2 separate regions of the Mus musculus genome follow, and region 2 is linked to region 1. Evidence: chromatin contacts called from public HiChIP or PLAC-seq data. All regions are on one chromosome and are shown on one strand. Each heading gives the region's core, a stretch centred on a gene start, on an enhancer-like site or on the middle of the called end of the contact. The rest is flanking DNA. Distances are from core to core; before and after follow the strand shown. Region 1 holds the start of Pde4b (phosphodiesterase 4B, cAMP specific). Region 2 overlaps Pde4b (phosphodiesterase 4B, cAMP specific).

Region 1 (3,026 bases), core at 301-2,800:
TTGGATGAGTCCCTTCAGTCCCCTGGCTCTGTTTCCTGGTTTGAGAAATCATTCATAAACCAGGAACATTCAGCCCCATCTAAGATTTCACGACTGCACATCTGTTCACCATGTACTTTAGTTAGTTGTTTAGATCTGCACATCTGTTCACCGTGCTCTTTAGTTAGTTGTTTAGATCATGATGGGTTTTCAGAAGTGGTACTTAAAAGTCAGTAGTTTAAGTTCCAGTTCCTTCCCTAAGGTTTGCAGTGGGATGCCTTTCTCCTACCCAGAGGCGATGTTCTGCCGTTATTTAGCCCTCTAATCTTCAGCACATTTTTAGTGTGTGACAGACATATAGAGAGATTTATACAGCTGGACGACCCTACACATTAGTGTGAAAATGAATGTCTGATTTTCACTGAAGTCCTACTGTGCATCTTTACCTTTTCTGTCATTCTTGCTGATTAATCCTATCGTACTTTGCCACATTTATTTGAGATCAACCTGGATCCAATGACCATCACTGTGAATAAATATTTTACAACATGCAATGGACCTCATTATACTTCAGTATGCCTTTAAATATATAGAAGCTGTGCTCTCATGCCCAAGAAGAGAAAAAGAAAAAAGGAAAAAAAAAGGCAAAAAGAAAAGAAAAGCCAAGCCTAGCCAGGTTGAAGACATTCCTTGACTCCATGGCTTCTCACAAGCAATGTAGAAACCCACTCTCTGGTGCACACAGGCACAAAGATACACACCTTGTGCACCTCTCAGCACACACACAAACACATGCACAGTACCTAACTTGGGGTGCATGTTTTTTCTGGCTCTTACTTCCATTTCAGATTAGGGGTGCTTTGGCCATCAGAAGAGGCATTCAGTATCAAGTGGCTTATGTGGGCAGATTGCAAACAATGAGCCTAAAGAGAACAATGAGAGTAATGTTTATTGGAATAAAAATTAGGTTTTGAATTCCTTGGGGAAATGAACCAAAGCCAATGTTTTCCTGTTAAGTGACATTTTGTTTTTTTAACTGATGCTGCTTGGGATCTTCTAAAGAAGGAAGTGGGGTGGGGGTAGGGGGGGGGGAACTTCAGCAATTCAGCTCTTTGATTCAGAAATGGAATCTGAAAAGCTGTTTTATTGAGGCTTTTGGCAATCCCTGACTTAATCAGTTTTGACTGTGACAAAGACGATAGCCTCACGAATTTAGTGCAAATCCGAGCAGTGGAGGGTATTTTTCAGGGGGGAGATAGCCCAGTTGTTTAAAGAATCCTGGGCCAATAGCGTTTGATAGGCGGAGTTACGGCGGTGCTTTGCTGAGCAAGATAATTCTGAATGAAGACTTTAAAAGCACATGCTGGATGGGCTCTGGTTCCGCCCTTTGTGCAGACAAAAGTGACTGGGTGGCCAGGCTTTGCTTACTGTCCGAGTTAATGCAGCTTGTTTGATAAGGTTTTCTTTAAAAAAAAAAATACATATAAAGGATTTATCAAAAGCCCTCATGAATATTTCATGAGTTGATATATTCAGCTGAATGGATTCAGTGAGTCTCAGTGTGTAACTTGCAGACAAACCCCATCCACAAGGAGGCTGGTGACAGAGGAAGCACTTTGGCGCATTTTCAGAGGCAAAGGCAGCCTGATAAAGCTCCTTGTGACAGGCTGTCTTGCCAGTCTCCCAGTATGCTCCTCTTGCTCTGAAGTGCTCCAGGATTGAAACCACAGCTTCCCAAATTAGCCTGGGAAGAGTGTGCGGACCCAGCAGCCTTTTAACCCGCGTCAGTGCCTTTGCTATGTTCAAGACTGCTGTTTTGGATGGTGAATGCTAGCTAGCACTCCATACGAGACATGACAGCAAAAAATTCTCCAAAAGAATTTACTGCTTCGGAATCTGAGGTTTGCATAAAGACTTTCAAGGAGCAGATGCGCTTGGAACTTGAGCTTCCAAAGCTACCAGGAAACAGACCTACATCTCCCAAAATTTCTCCACGCAGTTCACCAAGGAATTCACCATGCTTTTTCAGAAAGTTGCTGGTGAATAAAAGCATCCGACAGCGGCGTCGCTTCACGGTGGCTCATACATGGTAAGAGTGGACTTAAAGGCATCCCAGTGCTAGGCAGATTCTTGGCTTCTCAGTAGTGATTTAGAAAGGTTGAGAATGGAATGTCTGAGTTTTGCTCGGAATGCATAGCGCAAGTCTGAGTTGAAGGGGTACAGTAGGTCAGCTAAGAATACAGAAGTGTACAGTGTGCTTAAGTATCTTTGTGCTACCTGCTGTTTCCAGATAAAATAAGCCTCTGACCGTGGAGACTCTTCGAAGTGACTGCTTATAAAAATGTCTTTTGGAAAATAGGGAATTGAGGGACCTTTTAAAAGTAAGATTTTTGTTTCATTTCTGTTCTATGATTTTAGCAGTGGGGCTTTGTTTTTGTTTTGTTTTTGTGGTACAAGAATAGGTATTTTCATCTCAATTCTAATCTATTCCTTAAGATAACTTATAAAAGCCTCAATAAATGTGTTGTCTCATCATGACTATGGGGCATAACCAGAGTGAGCTTTCTCCTTACAAACTTTTATCTTTACATTACTTAAAGGGTAGGGAAACTAAGTTCTAACTTACAAAGTGTCACTGACAATCAGTTGTATTATGATTCCAAAAATTTTGTATCTTTTAGGTATGCCAAGTATAAGAGGTTAGTGTCTCTGTAGAAGCTGAGTTGAACTCCCTACCTCCAGCATATATTTTATTTACACTGGATGTAAAAACAGGAGGCTGGCCTCCTTAAAGCAGTGCAGTGAAGAAGCACAAGGAGAGAACCCCAACATTAAGTTACTTTGACCTGAAAAGCCTGGGCCACCTCAGGTTTCTTTGAAGGGATGTGTCTTTCAAATTAAGATAACCTTCCAAATTGGTATTTGCAGCTCAGTCTTATTTAATAGGCAACATGGCAAGAAAAGCAGGATGTGGTTTTTTAAGGTAATCCCCACAGCAATTTTGTGCCTACATGCTAGAGTGCCAGCTAGCATAATCAACCAAGGCC
Region 2 (3,026 bases), core at 390-2,889, 160 kb after region 1:
GGGACCAACTATCTTGTCTATTCTGTTGTACCTCCTCAAACATTTCCCTCTCCTTAGCTTCAGACAGTCTGCCCCACTGATTTCTCACTAGTACCAGTGGATGCTCATCTTCCAGACATATAGGGTCCACAATTCCTTTCCTGTCTCTCTCCTCTCACATAAACTGAACTCTGGCCTTTAAGCTTGTCTGGCAGCCAGTGGCTGCCAGAATCTTATCTTCAATCTTATTCTTTCCCTTCAGCTCCAAATCTGTGACCATAGCAGCATCTTCCCTTTGTGGACCAGGACCTCAAACTCATAAGCCAGGAGCAGGACCTGAGGGGACTCTGCTGTAAAGTAGGAGTCCACTTATCACATGGGGCTCAGCTCTTACCCTCAGGCTAGGCATTTCAGTCAGTGAGTTCGCTCAGGCCTTACCTTGCACATACACCTGGAATTTGACTTCTGTTACCACGCTGCCACTGCTCACCAAGGCAAAGCACCATTAACACCTAGCTTGTCTTCAGAAATATTCACTGACTGGATGGTTCACCTTTGTCCTATCTTCTTCAGTCATTTCTCCAGAGTGATTATTTTAAAAACCAAACCATTCAATGGGCCTCATTCATGCTCTAATGAAAGATAAGGTTTGTTTTGTTTTGTTTTGTTTTCTAGAACCTATTCTTAGAATTTTGTACTTTCCTCTGTAAAATTACAAAGATGAGAAGAGAAAACATGAACTTTCAAGCTGTTTTGGTCAATCCCCTGATAAAGTGCCAAGGTTATCAGTGACTGCAAGGACCCTGCCTTGTGTCCCAAACCCTATCATACTTGCATAATGTCACCTTTGCCACCATACAGATTGCTTTAGAGACTCCTGCATACTTTGTATCTTGCCTGATACACACTTAAAATTACTTTTGGGGAACTTAGGCCCAACATCTTATTTGATTATTGCCTTCCTGAATTAGATACCTATAGTTGATTCATAGTGCTTTAGGTACTATAGCAGGTACCTATAGTACTTATAGTCGTTATCTCAGTCATTAATAACCACCACCCTTCCCCCTGGTAAGAGGTCTCACTTGCTCATCGAAACACTGCAGGTTTTTTTTTCTTTTCTTTTTATTACGTATTTTCCTCAATTACATTTTCAATGCTATCCCAAAAGTCCCCCACACCCTCACCCCCCCACTCCCCTACCCACCCATTCCCATTTTTGGCCCTGGCGTTCCCCTGTACTGGGGCATATAAAGTTTGCGTGTCCAATGGGCCTCTCTTTCCAGTGATGGCCGACTAGGCCATCTTTTGATACATATGCAGCTAGAGTCAAGAGCTCCGGGGTACTAGTTAGTTCATAATGTTGCACCTACAGGGTTGCAGATCTCTTTAGCTCCTTGGATACTTTCTCTAGCTCCTCCATTGGGGGCCCTGTGATCCATCCAATAGTTGACTGTGAGCATCCACTTCTGTGTTTGCTAGGCAACACTGCAGGTTTTAACAGGGACTTTGAAATTGCCACCTGCTGTCTAGAAGACTTGACATGCTCATTGCCAACAATGAGCAAATGAAGGCTGCCACATGGGACTTTTACAATAAAGACTAAAGCAGGGAAGAGCCCTTCCTTCTCATCATGAGGCTGAGGCACAGAGCATGACTGTGTCCCTGTGTGAAAGAGCTTGACTAACAGGCTTGCTTGACATATAGAGACTAGAGACAGCGCAGATATAGGGACCAAGAACTGTTGAATCTTTCTATTCAGTATTGCTTGAGGTTGGCACTGTGTCTACCCTTTCATTTATTACAATAGCTCCATTATAGGGCCCAATAGTTCCTCTGTTTTACTTGTGCCCATTTTAATTAGTTTCTCGGCACTCACAAATTCAAGATCTTTAAATAGTGCAGTATATTATATCCTCGCTTTACGGTTGCAAACCTCAAAGCCCAGGAAATTAAATTACCTGTTACCGATTAAGAAACTAAATGAGATTTGAATTCAGGTCTGTGTAGTTCCCTTTCTGCTCCACTGAGTTGCCATTATTTTATTTAGTACTCAGTAAGTAGAGTTAAACATATGACACAATTTACTTAGTGTCATCTTTAATGGGGACAAGCCTCTAATATATCCACAAAACTGGGAAAAGGTTCTAGCTGTCCAAGCAGCCTCACACAGGTCTCTGAACAAGTTTCTTTATTTGTAAAATGGCCAGGTTTGAGTCAATAGCCACTGATGGTCTTGTCTTTACAGGAAAGTTTTCTAACGTCAAATTGATTCTTAGTACCTCTGAAGATCCAATTATACCGACTGTGCCTCTAGGATTTATTTAAATATGAAAACAAAGCACATCAGGAGGGGGTGCCTGTGTCAGACTTCATGATGAGCCAAGTTGGCTTGTGGCCCTCCAGCAGCACGCAGAGCAGCTCTGTTTCAACTCCGGGATGTTATTGTTTCCAGATCACAGTCTCATCCTAAAGGACACACACACTGTCAGGCAGGAATTAAAAAATATTCTCAAGCAACCTTTTGGAAGATGAAAAGGTGGCTCTTTTCCCTTCTGAAATTACAGTATACTCTCCTAAGTCTTGGAAACTCATCATTCAGAGAGGTTATTATAAGTGCCTCGCTCTTGCTTTCACACTGAGTACAGAACAATTTGTACAGCAGATCAAGGCGTGAATTGATGACAGGTTTGAACCCAGAACCAGTGCCAATTAATAGCTATGGTTATGCAAATCTAAAAACCAGGACATACATGGACACGCACACACACATGCACAAGTGCACACACACATGTACATAAATTCATCCACGTAGAGTATCCCCCAACATGCATGTACACATACACACACACAGTATGGGCTTTTTCTTTCTGTTGGAATATGTTCTTAGACTGAATGCAGGAAACTATCCCTGGTGGGAGCTTTTGGAGACTCGCCCAAGTCTAAAATATCAGGATACTGTTTCTAAGTGATTATCTGGTTGAACACTCAATTCTTTGAATAAGAAATCAATTCATCCTTTTAGAGATTCTTTTTCTGCAGAAGTT

Evidence for each region. HiChIP or PLAC-seq counts read pairs in DNA pulled down with a chosen protein or histone mark.
Region 2: a contact with region 1 is called in an H3K27ac HiChIP or PLAC-seq map of neural progenitor cells, with 9 times the contacts expected there. The contact joins the enhancer-like site here to the promoter of Pde4b in region 1. A contact is called at or near these places in 5 of 484 Hi-C or Micro-C datasets (cerebral cortex, cortical glia, forebrain and 2 more), 4 of 115 datasets of contacts at active chromatin or transcription factors (embryonic basal ganglia, embryonic forebrain, forebrain and 1 more) and 3 of 9 other capture datasets (adipose tissue, liver and macrophages).

Annotation. Positions count from the first base shown.
Region 1 is chr4:102,253,389-102,256,414 of GRCm38.p6, forward strand. Pde4b (phosphodiesterase 4B, cAMP specific) reads left to right here and starts at 1,551. Exons shown (of 15, transcript NM_019840.2): 1 at 1,551-2,068. The coding sequence starts at 1,833.
Region 2 is chr4:102,411,637-102,414,662 of GRCm38.p6, forward strand. The region is part of intron 1 of Pde4b (phosphodiesterase 4B, cAMP specific); the gene reads left to right. Among named protein-coding and RNA genes, the nearest start is that of Gm52669, 65 kb to the left of the region's middle. Within about 2 kb of position 1,640, at least 30 of the 459 cell types and tissues checked have an H3K27ac peak or open chromatin away from gene starts, as enhancers often do. A contact at or near this core is called in cerebral cortex, cortical glia, forebrain and 1 more, where this site is marked.